Regions from separate parts of the Sus scrofa genome. Here region 2 is linked to region 1. A link is a contact called in public HiChIP or PLAC-seq data. All regions are on one chromosome and are shown on one strand. The core of a region is the stretch at or near the end of the contact, and the rest is flanking DNA. Distances in the headings are between cores, read along the strand shown. Region 1 holds the start of TMEM164 (transmembrane protein 164). Region 2 overlaps TMEM164 (transmembrane protein 164).

Evidence for each region. HiChIP or PLAC-seq counts read pairs in DNA pulled down with a chosen protein or histone mark.
Region 2: a contact with region 1 is called in an H3K27ac HiChIP or PLAC-seq map of skeletal muscle, with 4 times the contacts expected there. The contact joins the enhancer-like site here to the promoter of TMEM164 in region 1. A contact is called at or near these places in 1 of 5 promoter capture datasets (liver), 4 of 47 Hi-C or Micro-C datasets (embryonic fibroblasts, fetal skeletal muscle, heart right ventricle and 1 more) and 1 of 2 datasets of contacts at active chromatin or transcription factors (skeletal muscle).

What each region holds. Positions count from the first base shown.
Region 1 is chrX:90,103,731-90,108,353 of Sscrofa11.1, forward strand. TMEM164 (transmembrane protein 164) reads left to right here and starts at 1,563. Exons shown (of 6, transcript XM_021080004.1): 1 at 1,563-1,683. The coding sequence starts at 1,636.
Region 2 is chrX:90,232,980-90,237,806 of Sscrofa11.1, forward strand. The region is part of intron 3 of TMEM164 (transmembrane protein 164); the gene reads left to right. Among named protein-coding and RNA genes, the nearest start is that of MIR652, 69 kb to the left of the region's middle. Within about 2 kb of position 1,417, at least 8 of the 83 cell types and tissues checked have an H3K27ac peak or open chromatin away from gene starts, as enhancers often do. A contact at or near this core is called in skeletal muscle, where this site is marked.

The DNA.
Region 1 (4,623 bases), core at 313-2,812:
TAGTGCAGGCAATAACGGCTGTTGAGGTTCAGAGGAGGGAGAGAGCTCTTGGGAGCTGGGGGTGGGGGTTGCGGAGAGTGCAATTTCACGTGGGCTCCGAAGCCTGGGTAGGCTTGTTTATGCAGATGTGGGGGAAGGCACTGAATGTGAGAGTGTTTGCACGTGTGCGGGCTTGCCTGCACCGATGTGGAACTGGATGAGGAGAACGGGGAGCATTTATTGAGCACTTTTTATGCACCAGACACTGCAGAGTGTGCTACCTAATTCAACTCATTTAAATGTGCATAATCCTAGGAATCAGATACTAGATAACTGACGACCCTTCAGCTGATAGATGGAAACTGAGGCCCCAAAGAGGTCAGTTGCCCAACTGGGAAGTAAGAGGAATTGAATCCTGGGTGGTTCAACACTTGGCTTATTCTACTTTTGGAAGAGAGGATTTTGTGCCTCAGGTGAGGAAGTTGGCCTGGCTCCAGTTACTAAAGAGGGTCATTTTGCAAACACAGGACCCTCCAGGCCAAAATCCCAAGGGAAGTTCAGCGGTAAGGAAGCCTTTTACTGAGTTATAACCTCATTGCTCCTTCCTTGAAGAGAGGAACCTAAGATCTCAGGCTGCAGTCAATGCCAGGAGCTCCACAGCTTTATTATCCTTAATGTTACGCTGCAGAGGATTTAACAAAACACCTATGAAAAATGAATTCAGTGGAGTGAGCTGCTAAACCAATTTTTTTTTTTTTTTTTTTTTTTTTAGGGCTGCATCCATGGCACATGGAGATTCCCAGGCTAGGGGTCGAATTGGAGCTACAGCTGCCGGCCTACGCCACAGCCATGCCAGATCCGAGCTGCATCTTCGGCCTACACCACAGCTCTCGGCAATGCAGGATCCTTAATCCACTGAGCAAGGCCAGGGATCGAACCCGCAACCTCATGGTTCCTAGCGGAATTCATTTCTGCTGAGCCACGACAGGACTCTGCCGCTGAATCAGTCTTGTTTGTCCTTGTTCTTTATTAATTAGCGTTTGAAGAGCATCAGGCCTATGGTAGATGCTGTACAAAGCTTGGAATTAGACAAGGCTACCTGGCTCTGCAGCTCTACTTGTGGGGAAAACCACACTTGTAAAGGATGGGAGGACAATAGCCTGATAACACATTAGACTGTATTTTATGTTTTGAGTCTGGCTTGCAGCCAATACCAGAAAGTGTTTCCCAGGCAAGGTGCCTAACCATGTTTTTCTGGATATTCTCCTAATTCTTTGTGAGTCTTCAATAAATATTAAATCAACACGAGGTCGATTCTATAAAGGTCTTTTTCCTGTTTCCTGCCCAAAGAAAAGTAAACCACAGTCTACGGGTAAAAGGCAGCAGGGAAGGGGGGCCCTGTTTCAATCAGCAGCCCTTATCCAATTCTTGGCCCCCACCCACACTGTCCTGGCCGGCCTTTCAGAGGCAGGACTCTTGGCCAAGTGCAGGTTGGGAAACAGCTGCTCCGTTGCAGGGAGGGGGGCAGGGAAAGAGGTCAGGGGAAGCTTCTTTTCCTTCAGCTCCAGTACGGTTGAGCAGGAAGGTGTGGCAGGCGGAGGTTAGAGGGAGAAACACCGGAGCAGAGCTGGAAGGGGAAGAGCCTAGCAAAGTAAGATGCCTCGTCCTAGGACTGGAGTGGAGGGTACGGCTGTGTCTAGAAAGGTGAGAGAAGATGCCTTCCTGGCCCTGCCCAAGTCGGCTGTTTTCCGAGTGGACCGGAGGAGAGGCGAGGAGTAGAAGATCCCACCCAACAAACCTCCCAAAGCCAAGCCTGCCCAGCCGCTCATCACTAGCAACGGCTCGTCCATTCCCCAAGAACTTGGCGAGGGCCGGCTAAGCGCCTACTAGGTGCAGGGCGTACAAAGATGTGTCCTGGGGAACCGGGTCATAGGAGGTGGAGTCGGTCAAAACGGCTTCGCGGAGGAGGCGAATTCCGTAGACCATGGTGCAGGAAGGTGGCCGTGCACGCGTGCTGGCTCGGCAAGTGCAGAACGCGAGGCAGGCCGGGGAGGAGGGGAAGGAGGCGGGGACTGAGCCCGGGGGAGGGAGGGGAGGGAGCGGAGAAAAGAGGGAGGGTGGGAGGTGTGAAGGGTGGGAGCGAATGTGGGGGGGAGGCCGGAGAGGGGGGAGGAGGCGCGGCGGGGTGGCCGCGGCTCGAGGGCGCGAGGGGGCCCGGGGCCAAGCCGGACGGGAGCGGGGAGGCGGTGGCGGCGGCGAGGGGGAGGAGAGAGGGAGGGGAAGAAGGAGGAAGCGAGCGCGGCTGCTGCAGGGGAGGAAGACCGGGAGGAGGAGCCGAGTGCGGCGGCCGCTGCGGCCGCCGGGGGAGCCGAGAGCCGGGGCGCGGGGAGCGCGGGGAGCCGAGTGGGCGCCCGAGCCGGGGCCGCGGGCCGAGCTGCCGGTGAGTGGAGCCCCGAGGGGCGCGGCGGCCCGTCCCCGGGGCCGGGCGGGAGGCGCGGGAGGTGCGGCGCCGGGGCGGAGGGAGCGGGCCGGCCGGAGCCCAGCCCCCGGCTGGCCCGGCCTCCCGCCCGCCTTCCCTCCCTCCCTCCCCGCTTCCTCCCGCCGCTGCCCGCGCGAGGGGGCAGGTCCCGGGCGGGCCGCGGGCTGGGGGAGGTGCTGCCTGGAGGGCGGGCGTCTGGGGCCGGGGGTGGAGCTGGGGGCTCGGGGGTGTACCCGGGGGCGGGAGGCTGGACCGGGACGGCTCTAAATTGGCTCGGAGGGGCCGGTCGGCGGCGAAGTTGCTCGCTGGGGGCAGAGACGGCCACGCGGTTGCAGGAGTAAGCGATCCCCTGTGGCGAGTGCGTGAGACGAGGAGTCCGGCGCCCCCGCCAGCCCTGTCGCCCTCCCCGCCTGCCCTGCCCCGCCAGCTCCCCTCCTGGCCTCCGCGTGTCCCTTCGCCGTCGCCCCCCGGTTCGCTCCCGCCGCGCTGCTGGGTCCCCTCGGCCCTCGCTCTGACCCTCCCGGCCTCCGACTTCCCCTGACCCCTCCCTGCTTGCTTCGCCACTGCCCCTGTTCCCCTTTTCCTCCCTCGCTAGTTACCCCTCCCCGCTTCGTAATTCCCGATGCAATTGCCTCTTTGAGACCTTTTTTTTTTTTCCTCTCCTTCCTTTTAGATTGGCCAACGGCTCGTTTCCACCCTGCCTCGTTGGTGGCCACTGGAGAAGCGCGGGGGGCTCCCCAGACAGCCGTGGGGACAAGTTAGAGCCAGCACTTTGCCCCGGGCCTCGCGTGTAGTTTCCCCGTCCCCTGCTCTCGGCGCCCCGGTGTCCAGAGGGGGTGCGGGTGCGGGGGTGTGCCCTCCGTACATGTCCCACCTCCAGGGCCACCCTCCGGGCTTGTGTTCCATCTCGCTCTTGCTTCCTGCACGGTGGTCGCGGGGAACCACCTTGCATCATGTCCCGGTATAGCTACCAAAGTCTCCTGGACTGGCTCTATGGGGGCGTGGACCCCAGCTTTGCAGGCAATGGGGGCCCCGACTGTGCTGCCTTCCTCTCTTGGCAGCAGCGGCTGCTGGAAAGTGTGGTGGTCCTGACCCTGGCCCTGTTGGAGATCCTGGTGGCCCTGCGGCACATCCTGAGGCAGACGAAGGAGGACGGTAGGGGTGGCCGTGGCTGCCAGCCAGAGCAGGTGACCCAGCGGCCAGAGGAAGGCAAAGAGAGCCTGAGCAAGAATCTGCTCTTAGTAGCCCTGTGCCTGACCTTCGGGGTGGAGGTGGGCTTTAAGTTCGCCACCAAGACCGTCATCTACCTGCTCAACCCCTGTCACCTGGTCACCATGATGCATGTGAGTCTGTTGACTTTTTCCCCGGGGCAGCCTCAGCCATCAGAGTCAGTTGTGTGCTCAGGACCCTTGGCGGTGTAGAACCCCTCATCCGTGTGGGAAGTGGGAGCCTTAAAAATAATTTGCCAACGAGGGGCTGTTTCGGTGCGGATTTTAGATCTGGCTTTCTACCACCTCTGCACCAGCCCCCCAGTGGAGGTGAGCCCAAGGAAAGACTGGCCCTCAGGCCGGCAGCCCCTCCCCTCCTAGGCCTGCCCTGGCCTTCCAGAAGCAGGAAGTCCAGCCCCAGCCAGGTGCCCTTTCTCAGTCACATCTAGGGACCACGGCCCAGGCACCCCCCCCTCCGCCGGCCCCTCTGCCACAGTTAATTTCCCAGCGGCCTAGTTGCATTCTTTCCTGGAGGTGGTCACAGAAGGTTCCCAGTCTCCACTGTGGTACTTTGGCGAAATACAGGTTTCTCTTAAGGACTCTTTCCTTGGGGAGTTCATGCTCTTAGGGTGAGGTCTGCCTTTGAGTTCTGAGGTGTGGGAGCAGCGCCAAGCTCCGACTCACTGCACTCTGAAACAGACCCCAGGCGGGCCCGTCAACTTTTTTCTCTGTCTGTGGCGAGAGGGTATTTATTTCCTGCAAACCTCTCCCATCTTCCCACTGAAATCTCCCCAGGACATGGTCCAGGGGTGCCCAGAGAGCGGATTTCTTTACCTCCCATTAGCAGTGCTAAGAAAAACAAATGAGATTGAAAAGGAAAGTTGCCAGATACATAAAAATAAACTGGGTGAGGACCAAGAGCGAGACTGCCTTTCTGTACTCAGCCTGTGCAGAGAG
Region 2 (4,827 bases), core at 167-2,666, 130 kb after region 1:
AGCATCCATGAGGATCCAGGTTCGATTCCTGACCCTGCTCAGTGGGTTAAGGATCCCGTGTTGCCATGAGCTGTGGTGTAGGTCGCACACATGGCTCGAATCTGATGTTGCTGTGGCTGACAGCTGTAGCTCCGATTTGACCCCTAGCCTGAGAATCTCCATTTGCCATGGGTGTGGCCCTGAAAAAAAAAGAAAAAAAAAAAAAAGAAGAAAGGAAAGCCCCAAGTAACTTAGGCAGTCATGGGCTTAAAGCTCCACCTTGTGGGGACTGGTGCCTGAGCAGCCCTGCGTCTGCATTTGAGGTCTGGCAACCAGACGCAGCCTCCTCCTCCTGGGTTGCCATTCGAATCGTCCCCCTGCCTCTGGGGCGGCCTTGCTCTCTGCTGCCTGTTCCAGCCATCGGCTGACAGCTTTTTAATAAAAATTGAACCCAAAGGGGGAATGATAAGGAATCTGATTTTAACCCAAAGTGAGAGAACACCAGATGTTTTATTCTGTCTGAATTTTCGAGGAAGGAAAAGCAATTAGCAGCTGCTACTGATTTAGCAACAGACACCTGCTAAATGAAAATCTGTAAAACCGGTCAGGCTTGGCACCAGAAGCGTGTGCACTGCTCCTCAGGCATTTCTGGGAATTGTAAATTATGTTCGCCTGAAATAGGTGGGGATGGGGGTGGGGTCAGGGGTGGTGTTCTAAAGAAAGGGAACATGTCCATATAGGCCAAGGAGTTTGTTTTTCTAAGATGACAGCCACTTAGAGATGGCTGTTTGGAGGGTGAATGAAGAGGAAGAGAAGATGGTGAATTTTTCAGAAGCTGCCTGGTCCTTCCCTGCTTCTGATCTGACTCATAGGCTGCCTGGTTGGGCTGACAGAAGGGTAGAGGGAATGCTGCTCCCCCCACCCTGCTGATCCAGAGCCCCCCACCCCCACCCCAACAGCACCACGGGCAGTGAGTCTTAGAACAGGAGGAACCTTCAACTCAGGACTCACAGCAGCTCCTGCTCTGTGACAGGTATAGACTCTTGGCTCCAGGAGCCATCAGGACATCTTCAGCTGAGAATGAGGTTGATCCATGGCTTTCTGATTTCCAGAATGCATTTCCAAGTAGATGTTAACTACTGCTCTCCAGTTCCACTTTCTCAAGGCACATTGAAACACAACCAATGGAAACAGGAATTGATGAGGAAGGCTTTAGGGGGGTGTGTGTGTGAAGAATGTGAGGACACAAGGTTCTCGAGAAAGTGGGTATTCAAGACGTGACTGATGAGAAAGAAGGCCGATTTGTAGGTGATCTAGACAGTGTTGAAAGAATGGGGCCCCTCCCATTTGGGCCTCAGACCACATTCACGGTAGGTAACTGCTATTTCCCAGTCTCCAAACTGGGCCAGAGATCAGCTGCAACTTGGGCCAAAGGGAAGGGCCCTGTTCTCTTTCCAGCTTTGAGCAAAAGGATGGCGACTTGCCCTATGGAGCAGGGGCTGGTGAGGGTTGCTGCTGGCCGATGCAGGGACAGAGCTGTCCATGAGAAAATGCCATCTGGAACTTTATCCTGGCAGGGTGTTTTAGTGTGGTTAAAGATTAAACTCACTTCCAAGGTGGAATCAAGGGATTCTTTTTCCTTTAACTTGAGTAGGCCCTTAGGCAAGAACAGTCCTTCCAGAGGTGTTTAAATTTTACTTCCCCTTCCCTATGGTACCAGTGCCAGCAGGGAAAAAGGAACAGGGAGACCAGGGTAGCAGGAGAGCAAGGCTCTCCACGCTCCAGCCAGAATGTGGGGGAGCCTTCTCTGGTCAGGGGATAGACAGCGTTCCCATCAATCGGCTCCAATACGTGGAATACCCACAGCACAAATCAAATACCTGTCCTGTGACAGCAGGCTGCCCTAGAGAGAGAATCCAGGGACCCTGTCTATGATGGCTTATGCTGGGTGCACTCATGCCTCTTAGGAAAGCAGCCAGGCATTTCTGGACTCAGCCCTGTGTGAGCCCGTCATCCATTGATGTGCTAAAAGTACATTCCTAAAAACCCAGTATACTTTTTTTTTTTTGGTCTTTTTAGGGCTGCACCTGCAGCATATGCAGGGTCCCAGGAGAGGGGTAGAACTGGAGGTGGAGCTGCAGGCCTGTACCACAGCCACAGCAACACAGGATCCAAGCTGCATTTGTGACCTACGCCTCAGCTCATGGCAACGCCGGATCTTTAACCCACTGAGCGAGGCCAGGTATCAAACCCACATCCTCATGGATACTGGTTGGTTTCATTACCCCTGGGCCACAACGGGAACTCCACCAGTACACTCTTCATTCAAACCAGCTTGTGTGTCAAAATTCAGATGACTTCTCAGCACAGAATTACTCATTTTCCTTCAGAACCTAAGACCCATAGGCCTCAACTAATTGGAGGAATGCTTTTGATCCCTGGTGACCAAAGGGACGTGTCCCATCCCAAGGTGGTATTTGCTTGGTGGGCCCAGGCCTTGCATGAGGAGTTTGTTTCTCCAGGGACCCTGTTCATGAGGGGCATTGGGCAGGGTGTGAGCCTCCACTCGTCCCACACAGAAGAGCCTGCTTCTTAGCATAGATGTGACTGTGTGACTGCTGGGTGTCACTTGGTCTGTTGTAAACTCCCGGTTGGAACATTTTTTTGTCCTTCAGTCTAGCCTTTTTGGGGGATTTATTGGATATTTCCTTATTGTTCTACTTTCCCTTTACTGGTTTAGACATTATACACACTATTTCAGTTACTGTTTTTTTTTTTTGTTGTTGTTGTTATTCTACCAGAGTTGACGTAAATACCTACCCAGATCTAGAGTCAATCAGTATCTTTTTTCTTAAGTAATGTAAGGATCTTATGACATTTTTTTGATCATAGTTTTACTGAGATATAATTCATATAACATAAAATTCACACATTTAAAGTGTAGAATTTAATGTTTTTTAGTATATTCATAGAGTTGTACAACCATCACCGCAATTAAATTTGAGAACATTTTTATTAACCCCAAAAGGAAACCGTACTGTTTGACTATCATCTCTCTGTCCCCTTACAGCCTCCCTTCCACCCCCTTCCCTTCCCTGCCCAAAGTAACAATTGATCTAATATTTATCTCTAGAGATTGGCCTGTTCTGGACATTTCGTATTAATAGAATCATAAAATATTTGTCCTTTTGTGTCTATCTTCTTTCACTTAGCATAGTGTTTTGAAGATTCAGCCATGTCGTAGCTCCTATTAATATTCCTTTTCTTTTTATTGGCTAATAATAATTAATAGGGACATATGTATTTATTTATCCATTCATCTGTTGATAGTCATTTGGTTTCTACTTTGTCTTGTTGTAAATGATGCTGCTATGAACATTTATCTATAACTTTTCATGTAAATTTTTTTTTTTTTTGCCTTTTCTAGGGCTGCACCCAAGGCATATTGAGGTTTCCAGGCCAGGGTTCTAATCGGAGCTGTAGCTGCCGGCCACAGCCACAGCCACAGCAATGCCAGATTTGAGCCACGTCTGCGACCTACACCATAGCTCATGGCAATACCTGATCCTTAACCCACCGAGCGAGGCCAGGGATCGAACCCACATCCTCATGGATGCTAGTTGGATTTGTTTCCGCTGTACCACAACAGGAATTCCTGGACATTTTTTTTTTTTTAATCTCTTGGCTATATCCATAGGCATGTATGTGCTGTGAAATAGGTTTACAACTTTATTCTTTGGCATGCAGACCTTACAACATTTGAACCCTATTTGTAGCCCTCAACTTATGCTTATGTTGTCATGTATTTTAGTTCTGTAATTATTTTAGCTTTTCTTTTCAAAATACAAGACATTATTTTATGTAAAAACATTCATTTAGACTTATCTACATAATTACCACTTTTTAAAAAGTTATTTTTATTTTTTGTCTTTTTAGGGCTGCACCTGCAGCATATGGAGGTTCCCAGGCTAGGGGTCAAATCCGAGCTATAGCTGCTGGCTTATGCCACAGCCACAGCAGCTCAGGATCCAAGCTGCATCTGCGACCTATACCACAACTCACGGCAACATGGGATCCTTAACCTACTGAGCGAGGCCAGGGATTGAACCTTCGTCCTCAGGGATAGTAGTCGGATTTGTTAACTGCTGAGCCACAGTGGGAACTCCTAATTATCACTTTTCTTAACTCAATGATTTTTATTACATTTATAGTTGTACAGTGATCATTGTAGCCCAGTTTTATAGCATTTCTATCCCAGCCCCCCAAATTACCACTTTCTTTGCTTACGAATTTTTATTACATCTCAGACCTTCCATTTTACATTAATTTGCCTTTGGAGGAATTATATCCTTTAGAATTCCACGTACAGGTGATCTGTTGACGATAAACTCTCTTGGTTTTTCTGTACCCAAAAATGTTTGTATTCATTCCTTCTACATTTTTGAAAGTTATTTTCGCTGGATATAAAATTCTTGGCTCACAGTTATTTTCCCACAGCACAATGAAGATTTAATTTCTCCATATTCTGTCTCTATTGTTGCCTTGAAAAGTCATTGGTCAGACTTAACTTTTACTTCTTGGAAAGTGATCTCTTTTCTTTCTGATTGGTTTTAAGATCTTTTTGGTGTTCTGCGGTGTGGGTAATATATGTTTCAATATTGATTAGTTTTGGCCTATTCTGTTTGGGAGTCTGAATTTTTTGAGTCTGTGGATACATGGCTTTCATCAGGTTTTCTGAACATTCTTAGCTCTTATACCTTCAACTACTGCCTTTGTCTCATTCTCTTCTTCTAGGACTAGTATTCATATTTTTGACTTCTTTAGTTTACTATGTTGTATTTCGGATAA